Linked DNA regions of Mus musculus: region 2 is linked to region 1. A link is a contact called in public Hi-C data. All regions are on one chromosome and are shown on one strand. Each heading gives the region's core, a stretch centred on a gene start, on an enhancer-like site or on the middle of the called end of the contact. The rest is flanking DNA. Distances are from core to core; before and after follow the strand shown.

Region 1 (3,370 bases), core at 96-2,595:
TTCCAAAAGCACAACCATTAGCGGAAGCATCCAGGAGGCAGAAAGAAAGCAACACAGTTACAGTAAATACTTGGCCATGCAAAGATAATGACCAGGGCTATCAACAGTGTTGCGCCCGCCGTGCCTCAGACCAGCATAGGGAAGTCACACAGTTACAGACCTCAGTGAGCCTAGGAAGAAGCACCTAGGCTCCTTAGAAGCCAGCATTTTCCCCTTTGCAGCTGCCTGACCCCTAGACTGGAAGGGGACAGTGATTCTCTACAAAATTAGCACTGTCTCCCCCCTAGGTCAGCCACACTTCCATTCTGGGACAGGGGACTTGAAGGGATGGAGAGCACCAGTGTGGCCATCAAGAGGGTTGGAAAGCCCAAATATGTACAGAAAAATTGAGCTGATCTGTGTATTACTTTACAGAGCAGGAACCTGGGGCTCAAGAGAGGGGAGTGAGGGGCTGTCAGAGGACACTGAGCTGATTCATGTTGAAGTCAAAACCAGAAACCAGGGCTCCCGGCCTGCTCTTGGGGACTTGTCATGGGCCTCTTGCTCTGTCTCATCTGGCAGGAAGAATGGATGTTAGGGTCCAGGGATGCACACCTCAGGAAGAGCTGGTGTATGCCTGCTGTTAGGCTATAATCCCTTCGAAAGCAAATGACCGGAACCTGAGCTTTCCTCCTGAAAATGGTGAGATCATTCTGCCACTCTGGGAGAGTTTGTTGAGGATTAAAGATAGGGCAATTGAGATGAGTTTAATTAATCATGGCTGTCAGTCATAATACTAAGCAACAACAACAACAGTGGACACTGGACACTCTACCGGGCAATGCAAAAACAAAGTGGATGACGTAAAGAATCCTTGTGTCTCACAAGGCAGCAGGAATGTAAATTCTTAGTTATGATGGCAGATGTCTCAGAGTAATCCCTAAGAATGACTGTAGCTGCCTGGACCTTTGGGGGTTTTTCAAATGCATCCATGCCTGCTGTCTTCTTAGCAGAAAATATTCGAGTGCTAACAGAAACTTACCCAGGGCACGGTCTCATCCTGGGAACGCTTAAGGCCTCGTGAGAAGAATGCCAAAAGTCTCAGACCTTGGCTAACATGAAGATTTACACAGAACAGGAAAAAGAAGGCTGTTCTACTCCATTGGGCCTCCTGAATATTTTTTCTTTTGAAACAAGGTCTGTCTATAGCTTCAAATCCTCAACCCCCCTGTCTCAGTCTCTCATGTGTACCACTACACCATGCTTGCTTGCTTGGTTGGTTTGTTTACCTTAAGCTGAGCCATGGCTGTGCTGGAGATGGTGTTCTGCTCTTTTAGCCTGATCTCTCTCATGTCAAAAAAGCTATTTGTGACCACCATCTGGGCTTCACGGTGGGCCATCTGGCTTTGCCAGCTAATCAGTGAGGTCAAGCTGACATCTTGGAAGACGTCTACGGCAGATTTCTGTGTTTTAACTAGAAAGAGATTTAGATTCTATGAACCAGGAACAAGGCAATGTGCGGCTTCAGCTCCACTTTGGCTTTAAGTAGATTACAGTCTAAGTGCATTTTTCAATATGCAACAATTGGGTTAGTGCAATGACAAATGTCCTTCCCAATGATTGCCAGAGCAATATGCCATTTCCATTAGGGGTGAAGTTTCCTGGCCAGATTAAGACATGGAAAATAATTTTTGGTTATCAACAATTCCCTCCAGTCTTACTGATCAGATTAAATTTAGCTACGGAAAAGAGGAATTTACAAATTAGATGCTGTTCTCTGTTTATTACCACAATGGTTGCTTTCCACTCCATCCAGGAGGTATAGTGGAGATCTCATTAGGTCTCAGCTGGCGATAACCCTCACTCCATCCATCAATCTCCTTTGCGAGCCAGTGAATGAACTGAGCATTTATGCTAAGGAGCACCCTTTGAATGAAGCTAGATCAGCCTTTCTAGCCTTAAACGCCTTTAGTGTTCTGGACCCAAAGAAGCCTCAGGCCATTTATCCTCACCAGCCTCTTACTCATTTGCAGACTGCTATCCTTGGCTGGCTGGCTAGTGGTGTTCCTGAGACAGAGGGAAAAGGGAGAGCTACGGAGAAAGAATGGTGGGAGAGGAGGTTTAAAGTGAAATCTCAGACCAGGCTTTCCATGCAGAGAAGTCAGGCTGCGCGTTGGGTTTTTGGAAGAAGAGTGGCTTTGGGGGCTACAAACTGTCATGTGGGAGGCTCCATATAATCCCAGAAGCCTAGCAATGGCAGGATTCTAGACTTTCTTGATTGCCTTAGGGGTCTGATAGAGTAGAATGACCACTCCCCATCTGACCAAGACATCTAAGGCTAAAACTTAGTATATACATGTCCTAAGAGCACTGGAGCCGATCACCAGAGCTAGAAGGTTTAGTTTGTTTGTAACAGCTCATCTTCCCTCCCCCACCCTTTGACCCCCCATTGGACAACTCAGGGAGTATGGGAGAGGCAAGTAGCAGATTAATTATTGAGTGGGGCCTGAGGGGACAAGTTTCTGGTTCCCTCAGCCTCTCTAGTCTTATCCCAACACAGTGTTGGTGCCTACAATTCTAAAAATCCTGTTAGAAGATGAAGATGGAGATATCAACTGTCCAAGCTCTCTTCAGTGACGGGGTCGGGCCTGAGAGTATCTCCCCGGGATGGGGGTTACTCTTGCATTGCTGTATTCTCAGCTCCTTGTCGATGGAAGAGGACTTCACAGAACTTGAATTGACGGGACTGTAGAAATCATAGATAAAAATGACTCTACACCTCTCACAGGCTCCACACAAAGTGATGCAGTTGCAATAAAGCTTGGGGTCTTCCTGGGGGGAAACATGGGCACTCTGCCTCATCGACAGCAGCTGAGCCTAACTTCCTATTACATGCAGAAGGGCAGAGTAAGCTGGGGCCCTGGCTGCAAGGATCCTCTGCCACTAACTGACTTACACATCTAGAACCTCTCCATCCTTCGCCTCTGCTGGACACAGAAGACTCCTACCATATCTGCAGCCAGTTGACCTCAGTGAACACTAATGGATACTGGGAGATGCTAATGAACACTCGGATGAGAAATGGGCCCTGGATTTCTTTTTGTCCTGTGTCTGGTGTTGTCACGCATGTGTGCATATGTGAGTGTGTGCGTGATATATATATATATATATATATATATATATATATATACATATATATGAGAGAGAGAGAGAGTAAGAGGACTGTTAACACAGTAGCGGGATTTCACAGTTGCATCACATGACTCCTGTGAGTCGCCCGTGAGCTGAGTGGGACCTGCCAATGTGTACCCAGGGATGGAGGAGGGCCACAGAAGCGTTTCTCCTACCACCAGTCTGACAAGCTGACGCGTCTCCCTACTTCAAGACTAAG
Region 2 (3,300 bases), core at 766-3,265, 350 kb after region 1:
GAGAGACCATGCCTCAGTGAATAAGGTGGGGTACAGTAAAAGGAACAACCAAGGTCCACTTCTGGCCTCCACATACACACATGTGCCCACACACGTGCAAACACACACACACGCTCGCATCTATACCATACACATAGAGAACAAGGAAGAAGGGAGAACAAATGGTGGCTTAAAAAAAAAAAAAAAAAAGGCAGTTGCTCCTGTCCGCTCCAAACGGAAGAGGAAGGCCTGATGGGCAGAAATAACGGATGGCGGATTTCTGCTCAGGATGAGGAAGAACATTCCAAAGATAAATGCTACTTAAAACTGGATGGACTGCTTATGGAAGGCAATAAAGTCCCCAGCTAGATGGCCTATGAATGAGGCCAAGCCAAAATCCAGGCGACGTGAGGAAGGAGCCTAGGATAGATCAGAAACTCCTCACCTTCCGTATTCCAAAGGCCAGTAACACATCTTCCCACTTGCCCTATAAAGTTCTCAGATGTCATTCTCATTGCCCCAGAACAGGCATCTTATCACCAAAGAGGCAGAGAAACCACCAACACCGAACAAATTGAACTCTATAAAAACTACCTATGGCTTCCAGCGCTGGAAGCTACAGGAGACACTAATCACAGCCCCACCCATCTTACTCAATGCTGTAGTCCCAGGGTCCAGCATTTAGTAGACACTCAATAAATATTTGCCCTATGAATGGCAAATGAGCGTGCTCACTTAATTTATAAAACCCTGGCTTCCATGGAGTCAGACAACTTCTCTGCCCCATCATTAATGGACAGTTATTGACATCTTTGGCTGTTCCTGGCACTGAAACATGGCCCAGTAAGGGCATTAGCTTCCCACAATCCACTCTCTGAGGACTGGGAGAAACAATGCCTGTGTCTATATTGTTTTGGGGTTTACAAAGCCTGTCTCCTGCATACTCTCACTAAGTTCCCTTCACAATAAAATAGTAAATACCATCAATTTCAACTGGAGAAGCCAAGGAACCACGCCCTTACCAAAGCTGACCGGAGAGGGTTGGTTGGGTAAAAACACAGACCCAGCTTTCCACTGCTGGATGACCACTGCTTCCATTCACCTCAGTGTCTCCCAGGAAAGGTACAACCGGATCCTCCACTATACCTCCGGGAAGTCAGAAAGGTCTGTGTTAGACACAGAACCAAACACACAGGCCTCCACAGCACGGGCTGCTATAGCAATGCTGGAATTTGCAGACAGGGCCTTTGTGGGGAAAGCAGAGATTGGAGATGCCCACGGCTTCCGTTAGCAGCAAGCCAAGAGCCTTTGTTTGCCTTTACCTCACCATCTGTCCCCAGACCTGCTAGTGCTGGTGAGTGAGATCAGGAGCCCCGCTGGCTGTTATGAATTTGGTCTTAGGTCTGCCCAAATGCACAGAAAAAAAACCCTCCTCAGAGGAATGATGACGCGGGAAACCAGGAACAGGCACTTAGGAACAGGCACTTTCCTTCCCTTCTGCATTTGAACCGGGTTACCTGGGGCCACGGAGGAACTTTTTCAGCCTAAAACTAACTGGTTGTTCAGAAAAACAAACAGTACATGATTAAACAAATCCAGGGGAGGGGGGCAAGAAACAGCAAAAACTATTTTCACAGACTTAACCAATCAATTCAGTATATACATGTATGAGAACATACACACTTAAGTGTACATGTGTGTACTTACAGATAATGTACATATCTAGGGTATAAAGTAGACTTGAATGCTATTGGTACCTCTTTTCCAGAGTGTGACTAGATCAGGGTCCAAAGCGCTTAGTAACGAACACCCAGCACTGGATCTATGTCACTGATAATTTCTCGGCCAAACTAATATTCACAGGCCAAAGCACAGCAGAGCATCTCTGCATGGCAGGGTCAAGGTGCCAGAAGCATCCTTAGCAGATGGCAGAGGCAGGTGTGTATGGGCGGCAAGAGAGGCTGATCCAGCATCATGATCATTACTGCATTTCCTAGCAACACCATGCTGGAGATGTTGTCTGAGTACCACACAGAAACTCAGGAGACAGCAAGCCCAGGCTTGTTCAAATCAAAACAAAGATTGAGGAGACCCAGCTGGTCCACGGAACACATGGAAAAACACAGCGTTGGTTCTGAATACGACAAGTTCCACACTCCCAAGAATTTGAGGGGAGAACTGCGGCATTCCACGTACAGGAGTATAAAAGGCCAGTATCGGACTTTTTCAGAAAGGCATTTGCCCAGAGAAAGGATCAGTGAAGAGCAGGGCCCTGCAGAGAGCACATCAGGGGTTCTGACGGTACACTAGCTGGAATCAGAACACGCCCACCACATCATCATTCAACCAACACAGGATGCATTGGATTTGAAACTCGGCTCAACTTGGTCCACCCACATTTAAAAGCCACATCTCATTGCTGGCCATTATTTTGAGCATGAGGTAGAAAGGCAAATATGCCCTGCTTCTCACCTCTCAAAGGAAAGGCATTGCCTTTTCTATGTGGTCACTGAGAGACCAGGTAAGCTAACATCAGTGAGACACACTGCACACGGTAAGAACTCAGTGCATGTCAGTTGTTACTCAACTGGTAATGACAGTGCCCAAAGGTCAGAGTCTAGATTCCCTTTTTTTTTTAAATTATGAGATATTCTCCCTCTGGAAAATACCAAGACCTTGGGATACATTCAATTCTGATCTACCCAGCCCATCTCACGTCATCCACCTTGTCGTTCATATTTAAAACACTCCGAATCCCATTCTTTAAAATGAGATTAAGGCATCTCTACAAAGCACGTCCCTTGGTAGCTCTTTCAACAAGCATCAGCTGGGAGTGAATGTCCTGCATTTGTTCTTTATGTAAAAAGTGTCTTTTCATCCTGACTCATAAAGGAGAGCCCAGCTGAGCTCAGAACTCAAGTTTGAAACTCGCTTGAACACTTTAATATATGTCCTGTTCTACGGCCCCTGCTATGCTGGGAAAGGGTTGTTGTCTGTGGGGAGAGAATCCACCTATTTTATTATGACCTCCTTTTAGTGTCCGAGTTGTTTTCCACACTGGTAGGTATACTGCTAATCATGCCCTCCATATTCAGTGCACTCTTACAATCTAGAAATTGGTACCTTTCCTAAATTTTGAAATACTTTTGGCACTGGCATTTACAGCAATGCCTTTACATCACTCCCAATACTGCGCAGGAGTCTTTGGAAAGAGGCAATGAATCTTCGCCTTCTTTCCTTAAACTCTCTCAGTTGCTTTCCCATAAGTGCACCATTTATCTCTTTGCTGTTTGTTCTGGGCAATTTCCTTGGATCTACCTT

The links. A called contact is a pair of places that touch in the nucleus more often than the background predicts.
Region 2: a Hi-C map of cerebellar granule neurons shows a contact between it and region 1, with 3 times the contacts expected there. The contact joins two enhancer-like sites. A contact is called at or near these places in 2 of 484 Hi-C or Micro-C datasets (cerebellar granule neurons and embryonic stem cells) and 1 of 115 datasets of contacts at active chromatin or transcription factors (astrocytes).

Annotation. Positions count from the first base shown.
Region 1 is chr6:118,723,751-118,727,120 of GRCm38.p6, forward strand. The region is part of intron 9 of Cacna1c (calcium channel, voltage-dependent, L type, alpha 1C subunit); the gene reads right to left. Among named protein-coding and RNA genes, the nearest start is that of 1700080F18Rik, 120 kb to the right of the region's middle. Within about 2 kb of position 1,346, at least 7 of the 459 cell types and tissues checked have an H3K27ac peak or open chromatin away from gene starts, as enhancers often do. A contact at or near this core is called in cerebellar granule neurons, where this site is marked.
Region 2 is chr6:119,077,811-119,081,110 of GRCm38.p6, forward strand. All of the region lies in intron 1 of Cacna1c (calcium channel, voltage-dependent, L type, alpha 1C subunit), which reads right to left. Among named protein-coding and RNA genes, the nearest start is that of Cacna1c, 29 kb to the right of the region's middle. Within about 2 kb of position 2,016, at least 20 of the 459 cell types and tissues checked have an H3K27ac peak or open chromatin away from gene starts, as enhancers often do. A contact at or near this core is called in cerebellar granule neurons, where this site is marked.